Regions from separate parts of the Gossypium hirsutum genome. Here all the other regions are linked to region 1. The links are chromatin contacts, called in public Hi-C maps. All regions are on one chromosome and are shown on one strand. Each heading gives the region's core, a stretch centred on a gene start, on an enhancer-like site or on the middle of the called end of the contact. The rest is flanking DNA. Distances are from core to core; before and after follow the strand shown. Region 1 overlaps LOC107943806 (TLC domain-containing protein 4). Region 2 overlaps LOC107939130 (eukaryotic translation initiation factor 3 subunit M). Region 3 holds the start of LOC107888529 (ubiquitin-like domain-containing CTD phosphatase 1).

Region 1 (4,730 bases), core at 1,964-4,463:
CTTAGCTATAGCTCTTAGTCTATTGACAAATTCTAGGTAGTGCCGTCCATTTTTCTTTAATGGGATGCAGTATTTAATGAGTTTGTTTTAGGATTTGGTTGGAGTAAGCAATAAAATACTGAATTAGCTCATGTACTTTCTAAAATAAGCCGTTACTGGGTATTGTATTCAACTGAGCCCTTATATGAGAAATTGATATTAGGATAGGGGCTTACATTGCAATATGTCATGAAAGTATTCCTACCACATATGAATGTATGCAATTTGTCCATCAAGACAGATTTTAAAACAGATGGAAACTAATTCTAGAACTGTTATATGTACAAAAGGGAGTAGTCTTGCAGTAATTAATTCATCTTGCTGAAACTTTTCAATTTGTGTTGACATTTGTTTAGGTTTAGATTTAATGTTTCATCAGCTGTAGCTGGCTTCTAACTACTTTAATCTTAGATACCACCTTTTAACAGGTATCTGTTGGTTACTTTCTTGCTGACATTGGGATGATCATTTGGTTTTACCCTTCTCTAGGTGGAATAGAGTATGTAAGTATTTAATTTTTTTAATTTATTATAATCTTTCCCCATGTTTTCTTCCTTCCTAGATGATTACAAGTGGTGTTGTATCTGATATGAATCAACCTAATATATTGTTATTTCAGGTCATTCATCATTTTCTCTCCTTAACTGCTGTAGCATATTCTATGATGACTGGGGAAGGTCAGCTATACACCTTCATGGTACTCATCTCTGAGACTACCACGCCTGGGATCAATTTGAGATGGTAATATAAGTATCTTATCTGTTGGTTGTAAAATGCATATAACTTTTGCTCTACATTAAGTATACTTCCTGGCTAATATAGGTATTTTGATACGGCTGGAATGAAGAGATCAAGAGCTTACTTAATTAATGGAGTTGTAATATTTGTAACATGGCTGGTAAGTGAAATCAATTTATTGCTTCTAGACTTATTCCCATACTGTTAATGTTTGCATGAATGTAATAATCATTTTTAGAAAGCTTTTTACATTTTCTTAGTCAATAGAAAGTTTTTTACATTTAATGCACTACCTTTTGCTGTTTTTGGCAGGTTGCTAGAATACTCCTGTTTATGTACCTATTTTATCACGTTTACTTGCACTTTGATCAGGTAAAAGTGTTCCTGGATTGTCATTTAAATGTCAATTTATTATCCTACAATTGTTTCATCGTTACTTTCTCCACAAAACAGGTTAAGCTGGTGCACAGCTATGGGCTACTGTTAATATTTGTCGTGCCTTTTATCCTATCAGTTATGAACTTAATGTGGTTTGGAAAGATTATCAAGGGATTAAGGAAAACATTAGCAAAGAGGCAATGAATGAAACTTCAGGGTGACTGACACATGAAGTTACATTGACAAACAAAAACACTCCTTGCCATTAAGCTCAATGCCCGGTGCTAGGTATTCTCTTTCACCTTCTTTGTTCCTCTGTAAATGGTAGTAAAGGGTATAGGACTGTAGAGCTGTCATGGTTTCTGATTCAATGTGAGAAATCACCTTGTAACGCTGAAGCATGGTTGACTTAATGATTGGATTAGAAATCTGGATAGAAATGGTGAAAATGCCAATGGCTGTTTTTTTATCAGTTGTCAAGTCGTTAAATCTTGGTACTGTGTTTTTAGAGAATGATTCATTTCGTTTGGTATTAAAGAAAGATGAAAGGTGCCAATTTTAAAGACAAACATCTTACCGAAGTCCTTAAGAGTGTTTGGTGTTAGTCTAGTATCATGAGTTCAGTTAGATCCGGCGACTTGTGAATGCGTAGATAAAAGTGTCATAGAGGCTCCTGTACTAGGTGCGGAATTATATTTTGTCCTTTCTATTTAAAAAATGGACAAATTTGTCTTTGTACATTAGATTAAAGAGCAAACTTATTTTTTTGTTAAAAATTCCATCCATTTTTACTATTTAAACTCAATATGGTTGACAGAATAAGTAAACAGAGACACGTGGCATGCTACAGTATCTCATCCTGACCTGTAGGGACTAATTTTTAACAATAGAAATAGATGAAATTTTTAATAGAATGATTAGTTTACTATCTGACCAGGGACTAATTTGCCCATTTGAGTAGAGGCAAATTGCAATCTTATCCCTAATACAAGGTCCTCCGTGGTATTTTTACCGTATGTGAATTGGTATTTTTTTGGTAGTTTGATATAAACGCAATGTACACCATTTAAGGTCAAAAGGCACTTATCACCGCAACCTCATCGCTAATTGGGTGGGAAAAAAACCCTGAACTTTTGTGGTTTAAAATTGTTATTTTGTAAAATGACACTATAACATTCATCTCTAGATTTGTCGTAGGCTAACCTTGATGCCGATTGTGTTGATAATTGGGCTATAATTTCGTTTCTAATTTGTAGATCTAATGTAACACAAATGGGTGCCTTTGCTTGATATGAAAAAATTTAATCAAATGATTAAAATTCATGTTACTTTATAGCTTATTCATTTGATTAAGAAAATTTTCATTGTCACTCATTTTCGTGCTTCAGAAGAGATGGGAGTTGTTGGCATCACTAGTAATTATCTCAAAAATCATGCTCTTCTCAATAAATGGATTCGGAGGTTTGGAGATGAGAGACTTTGTTTTTGGAGAGAGACATTATCGCCACAAAATACGGCCATGGGTTGATGAATTTGCATCCACAACCTAATTGTCCTATTGGAGTGTCCTTTGTGTGGAAAGATATCACTAGAGGGATCATATCATGATATTCTTAAAAATGAGTTTATGCTTGTGGTATAGGAAAGGTAATTGTATTGATTTTGTTAGAAATTTTATTATGGATAGCGGAAGTTTAAAAATTTTCATAAAATCAAACCTCTGTTGTATTATTTATGGTTATAAAATTTACCAAATTTAGTACATCAATTAATTCAATTAAATTATTTTTTCAACTAAATTTTAATTTCGTTAAAGTCATGATATTGGAATATATGATTAAATAAATTTAATTGTGATTTTTAATCATAAAGTTTTGGTTGAAAACCAACTTTGTGAGAACTTCAAATTTAGACTTGGCAAGCATATGCGAAGTGGCATAAGGATGGGATACCCATTGAAGATATCTCTTAATTTATGAACACTTTTGTGTTGTCGTGCATCAAGAGTGCATGTAAGGATGTTGGAAAGTGGGTTGTGCCCCTAGTACCTTAATGTAGATGGCTCCGCTATAAGTTAGCCAAGACCTACAGGAGTCGGAGGTATTTTGCGTGATGAGACTAGTAAGGCAATGTCAACTTTTCTGAGCCCCATAGGATTTACTTGCGCAAGTTGTTGTTATACGTGAAGCCCTACGCTTGTGTGTGACTTCAAATTGGAAAAGTTGATACAAGCTTAAAGATGTGATTGGAAAGATTCATTTACTAGCCTGAGTCCTCATCTTACAAAATTAGGAGTGCCTGAACCTGATAACTTAGTCCTAATTCACTCGTAAGACTGACTTAGTAAGCTAGTCGTTGTAAGGCTTAGTAAGAATAACTTAGTAAATATAAATATAATAATTTTAAAGAATAGAGTCTCCTTTGAGTACATTAACAAGTTAGCAAGAGGGGATCAATGATAAGGGAGTCGATAGGGCTATGAAGAAGGTGAGATGACGGGAAGGTGATCCTACAGATGTCTGAGATATGGTTGTTAACGGATTAATGGAGGAGCATATATCTTTAAAGGATAAACTCCTTAGTTGGATATCAAATGAGAGGGAAAAGGAAGAGTGTGATGGTGATGACGACGACGAGGAGGAGGAGAATGACAACGATTTTGAGGTACTAGATAGAGATGTTATCATTAGGGTAGTTGATGGAATACTAGGCATAAGATTTTCTAAAAAGATTCATGCTATGATTTATTAGAGTATGTCGAAAGCGATTATTATTAGGTTTCTTATCCGTAAGATTGGTTTTAGTGCGTTGTGCAGTAAACTTTATGATATATGGAAACAGGTTCAAGGACTCGGAGAATGATTATTATTTGGTCAAGTTCAAGTGCCAGGCTATTAGAGGGACCTCGATATCTATGGTCAATACTTAATAGTTTAAACTTGGTCACCTTTTCAACTTCACAAGATTAACCGTATAAAGTGGTTGTATGGATACGTCTTCTGGGCTTTTTCGGGGGTGATGCATGAAAAGAGTTTGCTACTTCAGTGAGTGGTATCATTGGTTAGGTTATCATAGTAGATGATAACACAAAGGATGGGTCTAGGGGTCGATAATTAGTATCGATTTTGGAGGCCCTCAAATTTCTAAAATTTAAAGAATTAAGTATGAGGGTTTGCCAAATGTTTTCTCTGAGTGTAGATTATATGGTCATATGAAAAAAGTTTGCCTCAAAACTTAGGGGAGTTAATGACAACAATGTGGAGGAAGAGTGAAAAAAAACCAGCTGCAGTGGAGCTTGATAGATGGGAGGAGGCAAAAGCATTTAGATCCTGAATGGTGGTTGTCTGTAATCCCAGGAGATAGTCAAGACCGAACACACGGTCGGGATGTTTACTAATTCCAAAATTTAGGATTCAAGATTTAACATTATCGTTCATTTAAATGAAAAGGGTATACTACAAAATGTTTAATTTTAGGCACCAAAAATTAAAAAAATATATATTCAAATTAGGCATCGTCATTAACAATCGTTTTTATTTTAGTCACTCAACTTAAATAGGTTTTTACTTTAGTGT
Region 2 (4,343 bases), core at 1,074-3,573, 65 kb after region 1:
TTTGTAGTTTCTTATTTCGCAATTTATAGATTAATTGTATACTTTAACTATAATATATTAATTCATTTTGTATTAAAATTTATTTATAAATTATACACATAATATAATAAAAAAATTTAATACTGAAAACAAGAGAAAATAAGAAATGAGGGTTTATTTAAAACTGAAAATGGGATATAAGGCTTTATTTATTTACATAACTAATTTTAAAAAGTTATTAAAAATGTATAAAAAATATTTAAAAACAATTTTGTTTTAATATTATTGATAAAGTGTTATTTCAATTTTTTAAAATTATTTTTTTTTTGTGAATTATAAGGGAGGACAAAGAATTCCATAATAATTTACTTTTTTTTTTCTATGTTTGATCATTGTGAAAAGAATTCTAAAATAAAATCTTGCAAGGATAAATTTAATATGAGAAATCACTCAAAATTGGTTGGTATCAATATTGTTGCCTATGTAAGATAACGCGAGTTCAAGCGCACTGTAGCTCATTTATCATCCTATTTAAAAGCTGGGGAGGGACTATAGATAATTCTAAACATTTGTATCAATTCAAAAAAAATAATAATAATAATCCAAACAATCCATATGATGTATCATATTTTTTAAAGATAAATATATATATATTGAAAGTGATACAATATCAAACCATTACGACAGAGACTGTTTAAGGAATGATAAAGTAGAATCAAACCATTACAGTACGACCAAACTAAAGTCAACAAACTAGATTAACTGGACTAAACCCACACATGACAACCGCACATGATGAGACTTTGAAACCCACATATATAATTGCGAATGATGGATCTCGAATATGAATACTCAAGATCTAAGACTTCCACCTTTACCAACTAAACCAAAGTATGATTGACAAAAATATTTATATTTGAAGTGGAAGCATTTTAAGTTATTAGTCCTATAAAGTAAGAAAAAAGTTAAATAATTATGAATAACATGAATTGCAAATTGATTTCATTAAAGAAAGATGGTAAAATATCAAAATGTGGCCTAACCTATAGCATAGTTGAGAGATTGGATTTTCCATATGTGAATTAATGGATAAATAATGAATAAGCAAATTATAATTTGTAAATCCAATTAGAATTGTCTAATAGCCTATTAATGGATAAATAAGATGTTGATTGGCAACTCATGATTATTGAATAGCATTTCAATGTCTTCATTCATTTAAAATAAATTTGCATATGCGATTTTTAATTTTAAAAAAATTAGGTAAGCTATAGAATTAATATTTTTTTTAGTCATCCAACTATAAAAATTTTCAATTTAATTACTAACATTTTAGATCATTTCTATTATGGTCACACACGTTTTATATCATTTCTATATTGATCGAAAAAAAAAAGTCGCTTATATGATTTTTAACTTTTAAAGAAAAAAACTAGGGAATGCTATAGAATTAGTCATCCATTTTTGTTTTAGTTACCTAACTTTAAAAATGTTCAATTTAATCACTAATATTTTAGATCATTTCTATTATAACCACACATTTTAAATTATTTCTATTTTGGTCATATTTCGTTAAATGGTTAACTAAAGTGATGATGTGACCTTTTTTTTAAATTGACATAATAACAAATTTAGTCCTCAATATTCATATATTCAATCAATTTAATCCTATTTCTAAATAATTCAATAAATTTAACACTCAATATTTACAAATTCTATCAATTTGATCCTCAAACACATATAATTAAGTATAAATTATATATTAGAAAGCCTCGAACAACTCTATATAATTGAAAAACTAGTATAAAATTGATGTATTGGCCATGAAAGCACTTAATCTATTAAGGTAAAGAACATTATTTATGAGAATGCATTTGATTATAAAATCTTTTGTATTGTAATTTTTCAAAAACTGAATTTAGTGGCAAGTATACTAATTTTTAAAAATACAAAAAAATGAAGAAATTATCACTACAAATATGATAAATTTAAATTCGCTTATTGTAAATATCAAAGATAATAACTATTTCTACAAATATAAAAAACCGAATTGTGTCCCTTTTTTTGTTCTTTGTTTCGTATCTTTGTTTGGAGAAATACCCACTTTCGCAAGCACTTCTTCACTTCCACTTTAATTTTTAAAACTAAAATTTATCGTCGGTCTAAATGACCGAAATGCGTTGCATGCACTTAGCCCCGCCTATATTATTATATATTAATAATTAAAGTACATTATTCCATTTGATTTAATTATAAAAAACGAAATATTAACACAACACATTCCAAGTTAAAAGAAATTAGAGAAATTTTCGGACCTACCATTAGCGTCTTCCTATAAACTTGGTAAGGTAGGCATTATTTCACCAACCCCACCAATACCTTTGATTATTTATGGATAAAAATACAATGGGAGACTTTTTATTATGATTAATTCCATAAGATTAAAAATCACATTGATCTTTATATTAAAAATTCCATCTATTTTTATTGTTAATCATCTCAATTTTTAACAGTAAAATGAAAAAATATTCTTAATAAAAACAATTTATTACAATGATTAATTTACCTTTTTTAGATTAATTTATAGATGTATCACTTAATAAACTTTCTAACATAATTCATGAACCTACTCGGGTCAACTTCAATGATTCATTTTACTATTTCATAAATAATAATAGAATATTAAGAAATATTATATTATTTTATCATTTACTTCAAAAAGAATTACTATCAATAATATCTACTATATTAATTAGCAAAAAGAACATCACTCACGATGATGATAATAATATTAATAAAATAAAATCCAATAAATAATTGCAATAGTGGACACTACCCCAACCAAATTCCAAACTTACCTTCTTTTCTTATCTCTAAAATAAAATACTCTTTTTCACGACATCACATGGAAACACTATCATCTAATATATCAAGAATTATTAATAGTAAAAATACTATTGAAACCTAGATTGCATTTTGCGTTAAAATATTCTTTTACCATTAAAAATATGATATGTATATTTAATGTTGCCGTGTCAATTTTTAAATGAATGGTCAATTTATTTTTTCATCTAATATATAGAGACTAATTTACCCATCTTTTTAGTTAAAGGGCAAAATACAACCCCACCTCAACTACAAAAGCCTCCATGATACTATTACCAATTATTAATACATTAAACAAAATTGTGAAATGAAAAAATAATACCGACACAAACAAGATCAAGAATTGCATGCAGTGTCAAAATTTTTCGACTAGATCATATGATTTAAAGAAAAACCAAGTAGTTCGAATAAAATGGTTTTGCCCTACTCACAACCGGATCTATTGCGGATAAACAAGATTTATCTAACAAAAAAATGGCTTTAAAAAAAATAGATATACATGACTTAACGAATTGTTGTACCCTGCCCAGCTGGTATACCTACTTCAATAACCTTGTTTGCTTGAATGGTGCTGATAAGACTGGCAACATTGCCCTGGTGAATGAAATGGGTTGGGTTGCTAAGTATAAACAAGAGTTCAATAAAATAAGAGACTCATACTCCTTTGGACATGATAATATTTCACTACAAAAAAGATTAATCTATGCAGATAGTAATTACGGACAAGCAGAAACAACAGGGATATGTTTTCGACTATGCCCAACAAAAATACGAGTTTTCAAACAGTTCGATATTAAAAAAAATTAAATAAATAAACAAAGCATCTATTGTATGAAATACTTTACCCTCCATGTTTCTAGTTTTGATCGAAGAGACAGCCATTGATGCGGGCCAAAAATGTGCTCGCTGCAGCGGCTGCATGTTGAATGAAGAAATGAAACCAGACAAACTTAAATCACACATCACCAGAAGGAGAGAACTAACAGCTTACCTTACAATCACAACCTGATTCATCTGATCCATTTTACAGTCCATTAGTTTAGCAGTTATTGCCTTAACAACCCACAATTCCACCTCGTCATCATTGATCTACAAAGAAAAAAGCCTAGATTATGGCATCATGCATCAAATGTGGTCAACAGATAGCTAAGCAAATCTTACCCTAAGAGTATCCTTGATGAGAGCATATGGAATTTGTCCGGATTCATTTAAGCCAAGATCAACCAATGATATCAATCTCATCTTTGTTATACAATCTTCATGAACAAGACCTGAACCATGGAAAGTAATAATAATATCAAATTTGCCCATGAAATATCCCATTATAATAGGTAAAAAGAAAGATAGAACATTACCATAACTTTTCATTAAGGTCGAATTAGCAGCCTGAAATTCGAGGTAGGCGTCCAACTTCTGGGTCAAAAAGATCTTCAGAAGCTGATAGACCAATGCGTATTTAGAATCCTTCTCCAATTGTG
Region 3 (4,220 bases), core at 831-3,330, 94 kb after region 1:
CCTTAATCTAAGTCCCTAGGTTTTGCTTAAATTGAGTCTCATAAAATATACTGAGACCTTTGGCACGTTCAAAAGGAACCTAAAGATCCCAATAAAGGAGTTAATAGGAGAGGTAAAATTGGAAGGCTCAAATTAGAAAAGTCAACCATGCATCCTTAAAGTGAAAAGTCAACATTTTGAGAGAGTTAAAATGGACGAGTTAAATGAGCTTAATGAGTGGGAGAAATGGAAGTAAGAAGGGGGCAAATTATAGTCCCATCCTATGTTGCTCGAACTCTTCATTTTTCTTTTAAGTACACATGTTCGACACTCGTGTCCAACAAATGGATACATATAACCCCTAAAGATCTTCCAAATACATGAAAAAACATAGAAAAATCTAACCATGATTGTGTCAGATACATATATGCATCACTCACACCTAAACACAAGTAACATAAGTTCCACCCATTTCCATCTGTAGGCTAGGCACATCACGCATGTACATCATCAAATGCAACTTGCCTAAAGTGGTCTAAATTGCTTTTCTTGTATGGCACTAAGGTATAGTGCAGTAAGGCGTACACCTCGTGCCTTAGCATTAGACAACAAAAGCACCTCAGACCCTTTCTCAAGAGGTCCATTTGATAATTGATCAAGCACGCACTTGGTTCATCTAGTCGCTCTCTTTGCAAGGCAATAGGCACAAAAAAGAAAAGCCCACCCAACCAAGGTTATCTTTAATTTCTATTATTTTTCACATTTTTTGTTGCATATACCTTCACTAGTAAGAAAGGAATAGAATCCAATTATATATTCCTCAATTATTTGAGTATTCAACATACAAATGGACCATCTTGACCAATAAAAAAAAATTACATGTTTTGTAGATAAACTAGACCATATATGTGATATATCTATCACATATATATATTAAGCTTTATATGTATATATATGACATATATACATTGATAAATTCATAGACAGACACATTCAAAGTTTCACCCATGGACATATTGCGCTTTACTTCATTCAAGTTGGAATCTTTTTTTCTTTTTCTTTTTTTGCCTTACGCCTAGAGGCAATATAAGGGTCCTAGTGCCTAGAGAGCACCCTAAGGCACAAGGCCTAAGCGCATGCCTTAACAACACCAGCTGAACCCATTTCCATGCCATTGCAACTCAAAAAAATAAATAGAAGTTACAAGTGCCCTCAAAACAAAAATTCGATTTACTACACTAAGAAGTAAGAAATAAAACTTAGTTTGAAAGATCTCAACTATTTTATCAAAAGAAGTTGCAGACTTGGTAGCTGTTATGTACTCATAAATGATTAAAACTGGAGAAAATCAAAACCAACAATTGATTTTCCAGAAAGTTGAATCTTTAATTTATAGATTCTTGAAAACATTATTTTTTTGTAATTCCAAACACGCTTTAAGAAAATGAAACAACTTGACATAAAATTAAGAATTCCACAAACTTCACTGAACCGGGAATGAAGCTAAGAAAATAATATTCATCTCAATTCATAAATCTCCCAAATTATTCAAATAAATAAATAGAAAAAGGGGTAATTTGTACCTTTATCAGAGACCTTGGAAAACACTAAATCAGCAGAAGTAAGCATCAAAGAAGCTAAATCCAACCATCTTCCCATCACTATACACTCTTGCGCTTCCATACAAAGCCTCGTCACTTGCGGCTCCGCAACCTACCACCATAGTTGAGCAAAAAATAATTAATGAAAATTTGAAATTTCTGATTTAAGAATTTCTTTTTGGAAAATAAACTGAGGTTACCTCTGGACCAGCATCGGCCCAAGCGAGTTCGGACGTGAAGCGGACGACAGCGAGAGCGGGATCATCTTCGGAGGTTGGAACGACTGTGGTCATTGTCGTTTTGCAGCTCTCTGTAAAACCCTAGCTTCCTTTGGTAGGGGACGACAAAGGAGACAGAAGAGCAGCAAGAGAGCGAGTGGAAAACCCTCAGTTTTTTTTTTTTTTTAAAGTCATTATTATTTTAAAGATGTAATATATATATATCTTTTTTGTTTAGTTATATTTTTAAGGAAATTGGATTGGTATGGACAGTTAAAATCCAGACCAGATCCAAAAAAACTGAAAAGTATTGATCATAAAACGGCGTCGTTTACAGGTAGCTTAAACCCAAAGTAATAATGAGAGGGGGCGGTGGGTAGATAAAAGAGAAAAGTAAGATCTATAAGATAAGTTGTTTATCTTTTTCTACAAAATCCCAATCTCTGACGTCAACAACTGAATCCCATTTCTCTAAAAGGTCTGTTCTTCTTCTTCTTCTTCTTCTTCTTAATATCTACTTTCTTGGTTTTTAACATACCCTGTGTTAGTTTTTATGGGTCTCTCTCTGTGTATTTTAAGTGTTGTTACATGTTTTGTCTTAAGCTTTAATTCTTTGTTCTAAGAACGGATTTGCTATTGTAATCACGGAAAAGCCTGGAATTTTGTGTTGAGGCAAAGATAAAATTAAAAAGAATTTGGGGGCGGAAGATTATTTTTTTTGTGTGTGTGTTCAAATGATTGACTTTTTGGAGAGGATAGAAATGCAATTTGTTTTCGTTAAAATGGACTAAATTAAACTGTTAATTTTTGAAAGGGATTAAAAGTGCAATTATACCATTTAACCCTGGCTTCCACCCTGATTGGAGTATAATTATTTTTTATATACACCACAGCAGTGGAGTTCAAAAACTATTTGTTTTACCAGATTTATGCACTTCTATTTGTTCATGTTGGTTTAACTATGGTAAGAAACCCAATGTTGAGTTATACTAAGTTTGTATAGTTAGATAAATCAACAACTAAAAGGTATAACTATGTTCCTCCGACTCATCATTATCCTTGAACTATCTTTGTCCGACTTATATAAGGGTATGCCCCTTTAAGAAGAATACAAAAAATTGATCCTTAGTCCAAGCAACATAGGGGTATAATACAACTCTCCATACTTGAATCTTAGGTGCAAAAGCTGGTTGGACTGTAATGTTTTTGCTAGGTCATGTGAGTTTATAAACTTGGAAAGTATGGATGTGTTCTGTAGATTGTTCACAATTTAACTGGATGACTTGAGTTAGAATATGTATTTTAGCATTTAGACTTTTTTTGTATTTTAGACTCTGGGTATGGGAGACTGTTTGCCTAGATATCCAATCCATTGAATTGTTTGGGTTGTTCCCAAATAACGAAGAGAAATTTTTATGTGGAATCATGAATGGTTAACTAATAGCGCCGAGCATGAAGTTTGCATGTTATATTAATAAGTTTGCTTGATCATGTCATTTGATACTTATTGCAGGCCCCTATCAAAAAAGGGAATGAATTGAGGAGGTTGGAGGAAACATGGAGGCTGACTTGATTAAGGAAAATGATAGAAAACGATCATTGCATGAAAACCATGGGTTTTCAACTAATTCTGATTCTTTCTCGATAGCCAATATTGAAATGCAAGGTAGCTTTGTAGAATTAAATGAGTCGCAAGCTTCATTTGTGGGAACTTTCGAGACAGGCAAGGATGCAGCCCAGATTTTTCAGAAACAAGGTCAGCGATTAGAAAGAAAAGCAAGTTTAGGAAAAGGATGGAGCAGCTTGATTCCTCGGACTGTAGTGATCAAAGTCAGATTGATAAGCATCCTGAGGAAGTTGGCCTTACTAACACTGATCAAACGAATACTGTTTCAGGTCCAACTCTATCGGATGAAGGGAATAGTGAAGAAAAGATTGATTCATTTGATGCAAATGAAACAAGTGATGTATCTCTTGCTATTGTTAAACCTCCTGTTAGTCAATCGAGGAAAAAGCTGCTTGTTCTTGATTTGAATGGGTTACTTGCCGATATAGTCTATAATCCTCCAATTGATTACACTCCAGATGCACTCGTTGCAGGACGGGCCAGTAAGAACTTGGTTTCAGAAACTTTATATGCTTGTTAATGCTTTTTACATTCTAACTATTTTTAAAACTAATTGGAAATTTGCTTATTTTCTTCCAGTTTTTAAGAGACCCTACTGTGATGAATTTTTGAAGTTCTGTTGTGAGAGGTTTGAAGTTGGTATCTGGTCTTCAAGAAACAGGTACTTCTCATTTTTTTTCTTTTGGAAACAAATAATTTATTGCCTTCTCTTAGTGCTAGATTGTTGCCATGGAGAATTGATGTATCATCTTAGTTGCTGGAATTTCGAACTTTCGCAGGAAAAATGTGGAAAGA

The links. A called contact is a pair of places that touch in the nucleus more often than the background predicts.
Region 2: a contact with region 1 is called in a Hi-C map of hypocotyl, with 3 times the contacts expected there. The contact joins two enhancer-like sites. A contact is called at or near these places in 13 of 34 Hi-C or Micro-C datasets (cotyledon, hypocotyl, leaf and 1 more).
Region 3: a Hi-C map of leaf shows a contact between it and region 1, with 2.7 times the contacts expected there. The contact joins the promoter of LOC107888529 here to the enhancer-like site in region 1. A contact is called at or near these places in 4 of 34 Hi-C or Micro-C datasets (callus, leaf and petal).

What each region holds. Positions count from the first base shown.
Region 1 is chrA09:2,211,643-2,216,372 of Gossypium_hirsutum_v2.1, forward strand. It overlaps LOC107943806 (TLC domain-containing protein 4), which reads left to right. Exons shown (of 11, transcript XR_001696064.2): 6 at 468-542; 7 at 659-780; 8 at 862-937; 9 at 1,090-1,149; 10 at 1,231-1,443; 11 at 2,544-2,917. Among protein-coding and RNA genes, the nearest start is that of LOC107943806, 6.2 kb to the left of the region's middle. Within about 2 kb of position 3,214, at least 3 of the 9 cell types and tissues checked have an H3K27ac peak or open chromatin away from gene starts, as enhancers often do. A contact at or near this core is called in hypocotyl and leaf, where this site is marked.
Region 2 is chrA09:2,277,163-2,281,505 of Gossypium_hirsutum_v2.1, forward strand. It overlaps LOC107939130 (eukaryotic translation initiation factor 3 subunit M), which reads right to left. Exons shown (of 10, transcript XM_041077609.1): 6 at 4,221-4,343; 7 at 4,027-4,136; 8 at 3,857-3,954; 9 at 3,711-3,780; 10 at 3,214-3,459. The coding sequence ends at 3,370. Among protein-coding and RNA genes, the nearest start is that of LOC121206592, 14 kb to the right of the region's middle. Within about 2 kb of position 2,324, at least 1 of the 9 cell types and tissues checked has an H3K27ac peak or open chromatin away from gene starts, as enhancers often do. A contact at or near this core is called in hypocotyl, where this site is marked.
Region 3 is chrA09:2,306,620-2,310,839 of Gossypium_hirsutum_v2.1, forward strand. It overlaps LOC107888529 (ubiquitin-like domain-containing CTD phosphatase 1), which reads left to right and starts at 2,081. Exons shown (of 8, transcript XM_016812670.2): 1 at 2,081-2,276; 2 at 3,312-3,554; 3 at 3,695-3,907; 4 at 4,005-4,086; 5 at 4,205-4,220. The coding sequence starts at 3,356. It overlaps LOC107939130 (eukaryotic translation initiation factor 3 subunit M), which reads right to left and starts at 1,992. Exons shown (of 10, transcript XM_041077609.1): 1 at 1,781-1,992; 2 at 1,563-1,692. The coding sequence starts at 1,873.